Linked DNA regions of Mus musculus: all the other regions are linked to region 2. Evidence: chromatin contacts called from public Hi-C and HiChIP or PLAC-seq data. All regions are on one chromosome and are shown on one strand. Each heading gives the region's core, a stretch centred on a gene start, on an enhancer-like site or on the middle of the called end of the contact. The rest is flanking DNA. Distances are from core to core; before and after follow the strand shown.

The links. Hi-C and Micro-C count contacts between places; a contact is called where the count stands out from the background. HiChIP or PLAC-seq counts read pairs in DNA pulled down with a chosen protein or histone mark.
Region 1: an H3K4me3 HiChIP or PLAC-seq map of forebrain shows a contact between it and region 2, with 4 times the contacts expected there. The contact joins the promoter of Pdha1 here to the enhancer-like site in region 2. A contact is called at or near these places in 5 of 39 promoter capture datasets (the 3T3-L1 cell line, hippocampal neurons, liver and 2 more) and 4 of 115 datasets of contacts at active chromatin or transcription factors (astrocytes, embryonic stem cells and forebrain).
Region 3: a contact with region 2 is called in a Hi-C map of cerebral cortex, with 3 times the contacts expected there. The contact joins the promoter of Gja6 here to the enhancer-like site in region 2. A contact is called at or near these places in 2 of 39 promoter capture datasets (hippocampal neurons and neural stem cells), 4 of 484 Hi-C or Micro-C datasets (cerebral cortex, cortical neurons and forebrain) and 2 of 115 datasets of contacts at active chromatin or transcription factors (embryonic stem cells and neural progenitor cells).

The regions. Positions count from the first base shown.
Region 1 is chrX:160,136,941-160,140,052 of GRCm38.p6, forward strand. Pdha1 (pyruvate dehydrogenase E1 alpha 1) reads right to left here and starts at 1,490. Exons shown (of 11, transcript NM_008810.3): 1 at 1,316-1,490. The coding sequence starts at 1,372. Gm39547 (a long non-coding RNA gene) reads right to left here and starts at 1,307. Exons shown (of 2, transcript XR_878293.1): 1 at 841-1,307.
Region 2 is chrX:160,587,181-160,590,461 of GRCm38.p6, forward strand. It overlaps Phka2 (phosphorylase kinase alpha 2), which reads left to right. Exons shown (of 33, transcript NM_172783.4): 31 at 1,785-1,838; 32 at 2,988-3,188. Among named protein-coding and RNA genes, the nearest start is that of Phka2, 87 kb to the left of the region's middle. Within about 2 kb of position 1,566, at least 18 of the 459 cell types and tissues checked have an H3K27ac peak or open chromatin away from gene starts, as enhancers often do. A contact at or near this core is called in cerebral cortex, cortical neurons, forebrain and 2 more, where this site is marked.
Region 3 is chrX:160,905,303-160,908,893 of GRCm38.p6, forward strand. Gja6 (gap junction protein, alpha 6) reads right to left here and starts at 1,750. Exons shown (of 2, transcript NM_001001496.2): 1 at 1,609-1,750. The region is part of intron 3 of Cdkl5 (cyclin-dependent kinase-like 5); the gene reads right to left.

The DNA of each region.
Region 1 (3,112 bases), core at 240-2,739, 450 kb before region 2:
TTCGTTTTCAATTTTATTTCATGCCCAGCCCCCAAGCTATAAACAAATTTCCCTTCAACTAACAATTTCTGCACACAAGAAACTTGTTCAAACAAACTGAAAATCAATGATGCACTTTTAACACGCGTGAAGATCGTGGCCGAATTCAGGACACATACTAAGAGCTCAATAAATGTTGGCTATGTCGTAGAAATGTGCTTTGCTGCCGGTTCAGATTCAAATGGTGGTTTTCCATTCCTTGATGCAATTCCTAGAGAAGGACATTTCGACCTTTCTACAACCTCCCCACACTGAGCAGAATTGCATCAAATCCTAAAGAAATCAACAGAACCAGAATTACAAGTCAAAGCCTGATGACAGTTACACCAAGAGAAGGCAACCTCTGTGTGGCTAGAGGTCAAAATGCTAAAAGCTTAGGTATTAGACAGCTCTTAAAGCCGGGCCATAAGTCTTAACCTCTAATCCCAACTCTCCGAAAACCATTGCTGTTTTCTTTCGCTACTTTGAACTCTAAGCCTCTGTGTGTTTAAGGGTAAAGGCGGCTTCCTCTGGGTTATGCTCGATTGCTCGAAAATTGACTGCCAAGAAAAAGTTCAGAGGAGCAGGGAGTGGAGGAAGTTTGTTTTCCGTGAACCTGACCTCCCTGAACCTTCCTCAGAACAGAACACAGGTGATCCACAAATGCTCACGCAGCTGGACACCGGCCCTTGGCAGGTGCCAGGCAGAAGGGTTGGCATTCGTGCCACTGACCAACTCAAGATAACCACCCCCCCAGAAGGTAGCGTCCTCAGAATCTCCATTATGGAGATGAGAGAACTAGGCCCTCAGACGAGTTTTTACATATCCTGCTTCTTGATGGTTCCTGGTGCCAAGGCTAGTAAACGAAGAAGTCGGAGTGCGCACGGAACCTGACTCCCGGGACTGGGAGCTCTTTATTTCGTCTTACGTGGCCTCATAGCCAAGAGCAATGACATGAAGGAGAGTGGAAGTCAGCGGAGTCCAGAGAGGCTGGAGCAAGCCCAAGCTCCGCCTCCCAGTGTCCCGTAAGGGACGAGCAGTTGTGGGGCGCTGCAGGGGAGCTGGCGTGAAGCTCCGCTGGGGGCGATCGGGGGAAGCACAGCGGACCGGGCCCGTTCTCAAGCCGCTCTTCCCCCGGCCAGTGGCGACACGGACTGCGCGGAAAGCCCACCCAAGTCCCGCAGCTCGTCCCCAGCCCCCAGCCGTGCGCTCCAGGGGGGCCCGGTCCGCCCTCTTCCTGCCCCGCCTCAGGCCGGCTCCAGCCCCACCCCGGCCTCCCGGGATCAGGCGACCTCACCGGCTTCTGCGCAGAGCCTGCCAACACGCGGGATACAGCGGCAAGCATCTTCCTCATGGAGCGCAGCAGACTCACGCGGCGGCCGCGGCACCCAGGCACTCAAAAGGAGTGGTGCGGGCGTCCCCAAGTCTCCTTGAGGCGCCCGGAGCCGAAGCCACGCCCAAAACGCAGTGACGGAGTCGCGACGGCATCACACGCCGCGCTAGTCTGCAGGCCAACCAGAATGGTTGCTGGCGATGGCTACGCCCTTCTGAGGAGGAACATGTGGCCGTCCATTAATTAACTAAAAAATGAGGTGGGGCTGTGGCTGGAGGGTGAAGAGGCCGGTGTCCCAGGGCGCCTGCGTGGGAAAGTGGGGGGCCCCGGGGCGTGGGGAAGAGGCCTCTCCTTCCTTTTGCCCTGAGTACCACAGACCAGCGAAGAAGTGGTGAAAGCGGGTCCTGCCCTTTGCCCAGTCGGGCCTGTGGTACAGCTTTGGCAGGCAGCCTTGTTCCATTACACAGAGAAGCCATGGTGCCAGGGCAAGAAAGACAGATCATCTGGTTTCTAGAAATGGTCCTGCCACTAATTTGTCTTTAAAAGGTCACATATTCCTTGCAAAGTGTTGCCCTGGTTGACTTGGGTGAGATTTAACAGTTAAATGCTGGATGTTGCTGGGTGTGGTGGCACATGCCTGTCATTCCTTCCTTAGGGAGTCTGAAGTCAGATGATAGCCAGAGTTGGAGGTCAGGCTGTCTGTTCAGTTCAAGACAAGCTTGGACTACTTAGCGAGGCTATCTAAAAAAAAAATCAAAATAAGTAAATGAAAGCAAATATTAATCGTTGACCATAGACATCCAAGAGTTTAGCTTTAGCGTTTATTCTTTGATTTTTTGTTAGCTTGCTTCTTTTCATGGGGGACTCAGTTATAGACAAGCAGTTTGTCTGTCCTTTATGCTTGGGAAAAGGCAGAATCCTGTATCTCCTGTGTTGTTGTTACCCAAACACTATTAAGATTAGGACACGAGACTTTATGAGAACACGGGAAACGTGCAGATGATGATTTCTCAAAGTTCAAACTGTTGCCTGGATCGGTCAGCTTCACATTATCACTGGGTCAGAGAAACAGAGGCTGACTTTTCCATTCAAATGTCCAGCATGGATTGGCCAGGTAGCATTTCTAGGAGGTCACTTGGGAACCCAGGATAAAAAGTCCTCTAATATTTGCATTTATGATCTCCATGGATGAAGGATGAAATGAGTGCTGTAGTGATGCATTATAACTCACGGGAAAGAAAGAGCCACAGATCCTTCACAAATACGCAACTGAATAAGAGAAAAGAGCAACATTGCCTGGAATTCTGGTGCCGGAGAGGCAGAGACACGAGGATCCCAGGTGCTTGCTTGTCCATCAATCTAACTGAAGTAATAGCCAGGATAAGTAAGAGACCCTGCCTCAAAAAGTTTAGCTGAAGAGTGACTGAGGAAGACTGACCTGAAATTAACCTTTGACTTCCGCGTGCATGTGCACACACAAATATACACAGATTGAGTGGGTGGGAATCACCACTTCACAAAGACACCATCACCACTGCAGGCAGGAATTATCAATAGAAGCTAAAATGAATGGCAGGAAAAAATGAGAAACAAGACTTTTGCATTATTACAAAATATCCTCCAACAAGAAATTTATCATTACAAAAGTTAATGCCTTAAAGAAACTGCCCTGGGGAAACAAGGGAACCAGTGTTTTCATAACTAGAATATTTTCGTTACAACCTTTTCTTTGTTAAAAAAAAAAATTACAAAGCCAAGGCT
Region 2 (3,281 bases), core at 316-2,815:
AGTGTCTACCTACTGGTTGTCAGTAGCATCTCCTCTTCCAGACATGACACCAAAAATAACTTCAAACATTGCCAAATGGCCCTGCAAGGCATGACAAAATAGCATTCCTGTTTGTGTGCAACCAACTTTGACATAGTTTAGGATCATAGAAAACTAAAGATAGACAAAAACCAGAGAGGGCAGGGAAGAGTTTGAGCAAAAATGCCACAGAGAACCTGCAGCATGAACTGGATCTGTATTGGCTAGCTACCACACAGACAGCTTCTCAAGCTGTCAGCGCGAGGCTGACAGACATGATGCGTGAGTCATTCAGGGCATGATGGAGCCCCTTCTACTTGATAAGTGTTCTAGGGTACAAAGAAACAAAATATTATAGCCTGGTCCCAGAATCCGTGTGCCCTGAAGATACACACTCCCTCCTGCCCTGGAATAACTGTGTTTCCACAGCTGGAAGATAGAGACCCTAGGGCCCCCCCCAATCCCGTAACCAGCTGCCCACTGCTCCCATCGCAGTGGAATAGCACTGTGCTTCCCATCTGCCTAGGGACTGTTAACATTGCATTGGAGTTTGGAGTTTGAAACTGACAGGAAATGACACATCCATGGCCAGCAATGCACCACACACCTGAGTGCAGGAGGCCCTGTCTAAAACACTTGCTGCTAAAGTGGGGGCAGCGTGGGAAGGCAGCGCCACTTTGTTCTCAACACCCCACAATCCCATCTTCCCCCACATTCCTACTCCAGAGTATTCACACCACTCCCAAGGCCCCCACCAGGGCTTGACCTGCCTCCCCCATGGAGGGACAATGTGCCTCATTTAAAAGCTTTGCAAAGCAAGACAAATTTCTTTTTTTCTCTGAACCATTCCTTTTTAGCTCATTTCACAGTAGGAGAGAACTGCAGTAATCCTGAATGAGAACATATTCCACCTCATTTGTGAAGCCACAGCTCGATGTCTTCTTTCTGTAGCAAGTGCCCAGGGCCAGTCACAGGGCTTCAGGGCCTATGCTCTGTGAACCAAGGCCTTGCGCAAGATGGCTGCCTGTAGAGGCCCCAGGTCCACCCTTCTAGACTCGTAAGGAGCCCTTGAACCAGGCAGCATGAAGGCAGGGCAGCTGCTGCCAACTGGAGGGTAAAAGGTGGCCGATTAGAACAGGCCCAACTATTCCTCGAAATTCTCCTCAGTCTTTCTGGGGCACCATACATTTCCGGCCAGGCTTCTGCTGGCCCAATACCAACATGCTTTTATTATGAAAAAGCAGCATTTTATATTGCACCCTGTTGGTATTTATATACATGGGTGTGCGTGTGTGCGTGTGCATGTGCTCCAGCCTTTTGTGATTGGTGCTTATTATAGAAATCTCGAAAATAGACGGCTGCAAAGGCACAGGAGCATTACTTCACCATGACAATCTCTCTTCATTGTGGGACCAAAGGGGCTCTGGCAGGCACCAGGGTCCAGTTGCCAAGTGCAATGCAGAGCCTCTTGGGAGGAGGACACAGCAGCTCCCTAGGACACTGTTCCTGCACCAATCTGAAAGATGCCTGCTGCTTTCCCTAGAATTGTTCCATCGAAAACACAGCCTGTGGGCAGTGAGAACAGCGCTCTAAAAATAACTCTGACAGTCTGGCATGTTCCAACCCTCATGCAGATTTCCAGGGCAAGGAAAGTGTGTGTGTGTGTGTGTGTGTGTGTGTGTGTGTGTGTGTGTGTGTGTGTGAGTGTGTGAGCAAGCACACACTTGTGTTGGAATCTGACTGAAATGTCTGTGTTCTGCTTCTAGTGCCATGGCCTGTCCATCGATGGTTACGTCCTCCCATCCTCGACAACCCAAGAGGTAAAGTGAGAAGACCCAGAGAGCAGCCCAGCCCGGGCTCACCTCGTGGCTGATTCTGCATATGCCTTTTAGCATTACTCTATGGACTAGGCCGTCTGTAGTTCTGATCACTTTAACTGTCTTACCCTCAAATTGTGCAAAATTCCTTTCTTGTTACCTTTCCCTCTCATTCCCCTGAGCAATAGCATTTATAAACTCTCTGGGCCCTTAGAAGCCCACCCAAAGCCTGTCAGGCATGCACTAGAGCCAGTCAAGGCCCCTTCAAGCACCAGCAGCCTTGCCTTTGCTTTCCCTGCCCTCCGTGTGCTCTGGGTTATCTTTAGCCTTTCAAGCAGGAGGCACCACACCAGGCACTTCAGGCAGTCTTTTAAAAAACAGATTTTGTTTTGTTTTGTTTTCTTTTTTTTTTAATTTTACCCTGCCCAAGATACCATTCTTTTTTTAAAAAAATATTTATTTGTTTATTTATTTTATGTATATGAGTATACTGTAGCTGTACAGATGGTTGTGAGCCTGCATGTGGTTGTTGGGAATTGAATTTTGAGGAACTCTGCTTATTCCGGTCATCCCCGCTCACTCTAGTCAACTTTGCTCACTCAGTCCCTGCTTGCTCTGGTCCAAAGATGTATTTATTATTATACATAAGTACGCTGTAGCTGACTTCAGACACACCAGAAGAGGGCGTCAGATCTCATTACAGATGGTTGTGAACCACCATGTGGTTGCTGGGAATTGAACTCAGGACCTTCGGAAGAGCAGTCAGTGCTCTTAACCACTGAGCCATCTCTCTACCTGCCATTTTTTTTAAAAAGATTCTGCCCTGAATGGCTGTGTTCCTTTTGTAAACCTGCCATCTGCCAGCCTGGTACCATTCTTTATACCACAGGGAATTTCTTTAAGAAATAAGAAATAGCCCCTGCTCCCTAAAAGTCACTGTCAAAAGACAGACAAAAAGAACTAGAACAAGCTCAGCTGGCCCTCAGGGAAAAGCAGTCATCCTTTGTTCCAGAGGGCTGCTGCTATAAAGTCAAGACAGTGGCCAGGAGGAAGGTAGCCTTTAGCTGAGCTCCAAAGGTGCTAGGGCAGCATTGATGATAGGGCTCTGTCTGGCCCATCTTTCACACTGGCAACCTGCTGATCATTTGGTAGATGACCCCTTGTGAGATCAAGTTTGCCGTCCATGTGGAGTCAGTGCTCAACCGTGTGTCCCAGCCTGAGTATCGGCAGCTACTGGTAGAAGCCATCATGGTACTGACTCTGCTCTCAGATACCGAAATGGACAGTATCGGGGGCATCATCCATGTGGACCAGATAGTGCAGCTGGCCAATCAGCTGTTCCTGCAGGACCAGGTGGGTGTAACTGGGCCAAAGGCGGGGTAGTCGGTTTGGTTGCTAGTTCTCCCTGTACATGCTGGAGATAGTGTCTAATTGGAAGGCATATAC
Region 3 (3,591 bases), core at 500-2,999, 320 kb after region 2:
AAACTAAATGTGAAGAGGCTATCAAGAGTGATGGAGACCTGGAGAGATGGCCCAGCAGTTAGGAGGAGATAATTAGGATACACAAAGGGCTTAAGATGAAAACATTTTCAGGAGGAGCATGGCTACCATCCTCTAGCCTACTGAGTGTGGGTGGAAGCTCCTATGATGCAAAATGTGAGCCAAACAGCTCTGAACACCTGCTAGTCTTCATCCATTTCCTTCCAAGAGCCTCTATTTTTTGAGACAAAGTCCTCAAAGCAAAAGCAGAATGAAGGGCTTTCTGCCTCTAATTCAGAGCAAGACAAATGTGTTTCACCATGATTGGACCACTGATAATTTTTACATAACAACTAATATTTTTACTTAAATATTTTCAATGCAGCAAATCATTTATAAAGTAATTTTCATCTGCTGAGTTAAAATCATATTCATCATACTTAATATTTGAATTTGCCTTCTTCAAAAACATTTTCGTAAAAATAGTCATTGGAAATAATTGGGTATAATAAAACAGAAAAATAGTATTTCTTAACACAAACACATTAAGTGTTTGCCAAGTAATAATCAATTTGAAACATCTAAATACTATTTTGTTTCTTCATTTTTAATGGCCATTCCTCACTGTACTTTCTGTGAGAAAAACACAATTTAAAATGAACCCTAGAAAAAGGGCAAGGTTAACAAAATTTACAATGTGTCAATCACCTGAGATCGTTTGCAACTCTTATCCAAGGGTAAGAACAGAAGCTTCCCCAAATTAAATTTTTTAGCAAGTTATCAACTTACAAGGCTTCAAAGTACAGCGTACTTTCTCAGCTAGATAACTAACACATTTTAGATGAACTGTCCTCTGTCGCACAGATTAGAAAAGTAGTCCTATTAAGCAAAAGTCACCAAGATCTAGAGTGTATAATTAGCTCCTTCCTCAAGGCTAATTGAGTACAAGTCAACGGCAGTATAAGACTTCCAAGTTTATTCTCATTCATTTTTCATGTTCCAAAGATCTTCATCTCTAGACATTTGAAAGTGCCTTAGAAAGAGATAGTTTTGCAGAAACAAATAGGGTGAAATAGTGAAGACAAATCCCCAGACCTGCTTCAGCGAAGTCTATAAAAGGTAGCTGACAAGTCAAAAAACAATGCTGGCAGATCAAGAGTCATAATATTTTTAGTTAATCCAGGATACAGTTCTTAGCAATTTTCAAGAACTAGATGAAGTTCTTAAGCTTTTCAAATTTTTTTTCTTCTGAAAAAGTTCTTACTAACCATATGAAAATAGAGATCTAAGATTCAAAAGGATGGAAATAACTGAGAATGAGTCATCTTTGTTAAGCAAATGGTTCACACGAAAGTTTAAAACCCTCTTGCAGAACATTATTTTTAAACTGGACAAGATCTAATTTTAAACTATAAACGTAGGACTTCCAGTTTCAGCTCCAACACATGCGGAGCTTAGATATCATCATTCCTGTCATTACAGCAAGAGAGACCCTAGCAACTTTCAAGTCAGCAAGTTTGCTCCAACCTGCTAGAGAAGCGAGGACACAGGGCAAGAGAGCCTGCTATCTCTAGATGGACAAATGCATGAAATCACACCCAAGACACTTACCTGAGGCAGAAGGCACTAGAGTAAAATATTAGCAATGAAAATAAATCTGCCAAGTGCTAAGTGAGACCAGCTTGTGGAAGAGCGCTCCAAGGAGAAGAGACCCTCCTACTCTTGCAGCTTGGCCTCCGGAAATCTGAAATCCCCTCCCCTTTGTAGGAGGGGAAAAGTAACCATTCTGAAATATCCCCAGGACATAAGAGCCAATGAGAATCTCTTCCTTGCTAGGCGTGGTGGAGCTTGCCTTTAATGCCAGCATTTGAGACATAGATGCAATGTTGAGGCCAGACTGGTCTGGGGGAGTTCAAGGACACCCAGAGCTACACAGAGACCCTGTCTCGAATTAAACAACAACACAAACAAAACCAAACAATAAAAAACCTTCAGGGATGGAGAATGTAAGTACTTTTGAAATGCAAAGTATAATTTTCAAATAAACTCATTTTTGTAACCCAGGCCCACCTTACACTTGGAATCTCCTGCCTCAGCCTCCCAAATAGCTAGGATTACAAGTCTGTGCCATCTGGCCCAGTGCAAATAAGTGTAGAATGTTCTTCAATAACAAAGGCTAACGTAACACTCAAACAAAATGTATCAGAAGCTATATATTTTGGAAGAAGGGGAATTAATTAGCTCCAGTCCGAGTTGTTATTCCTGTTTTACTTAACAAAAGGAGGAGAGAGACACAGCAGCCCTAAAAATGTTTGGGAAGGATATAGCCAAGGACTGGTGCCCAGCTGAAGCCATAGGTGACAAACACTTCCCCATCTCACTCTTTCCCATCATTTCAACAGGGTTCCAGTACCGATCACCACTGAAAAGTGATGCTGGCAAGACAGTCTCAGGGAAAGGAAAGGACCAAGAAGTAGAAAACAAACAAACAAAAGACACTAAAGCAGTAGTTCTCAACCTGTGTCTTGATCCCTTTGGGGGTTGCATATTACATGTTTACATTACAGTTCATAAGAATAACACAATTAGTTATGAAATAGCAATAATCTTATGCTGGGGGGTGGTCACCACAACATAAGGAACTGTATTAAAGAGTCACACAGCATTAAAAAGGTTGCGAACCACTGCATTAGATGAAACTGAGGGCAGTAACTTCTAACATTAGAAACAGGCCAGTGAGGTGACATAGTTTAGCATGTATTTGCTTGCCAACGCTGAGAACCTAAGTTAACCTCCAAGAACTCACATTGTGGCAGCGAAGAACTAATCTCTGCAAATCGTCCCCAAACCACATATGTGCAGCCACAACACTTGCATGAATGCATACAAACTGAATGAATGAATAAAAAAAGTTTAATGGTTCGGTTCCTGGCTGAGGAACATAAAAAAAAAATCCCTTACTAAAGGCCCACTTTTTCAGTTAGTATCTCCCCATATACCAAACCCAGTGTGCACACACACACACGGCATGCAAAGGGCAAGAAAACCATCTAACTTGACAAAAGAAGTATCAGAACCAGATGAAGATATGGCACAGACTTGAGAACTGTCACATAAAGAATTTAAAATACCTATGAATAAACAAGGCATTATGGTTCTTGCCTGCAATCCCAGGACTCAGAGAGTGATGCAGGAGGACCTCTAGTTTAAAGCCAACCAAAGGAACATAGTAAGACACTATTCAAACAAAACCAAAATTATGATTAATGTATTAAGAACTCAAAGTATCCCTTTAATCCCAACACTCAAGGGGGAAAGATCGGCAGATGGATCTCTGGGTTTGCAGCCAGCCAGGGATACACAGTAAGAGCCTATACCTCAAAAAGAAAGAAAGGGAAGGGGGAGAAATCAACTTTCCCACAATCCTACAACTATTCAAAAAGCTTAGTGGGAGGTACAGGAGGTGGAAGCACGGTGCCTTCTTATCACAAGCAGCTCTTTCGACAAGCCTCTTCGTGCTTCTCTAAGCTTTTTGAATAGTTGTAGGATTGTGGGAAAGTTGATTTCTCCCCCTTCCCTTTCTTTCTTTTTGAG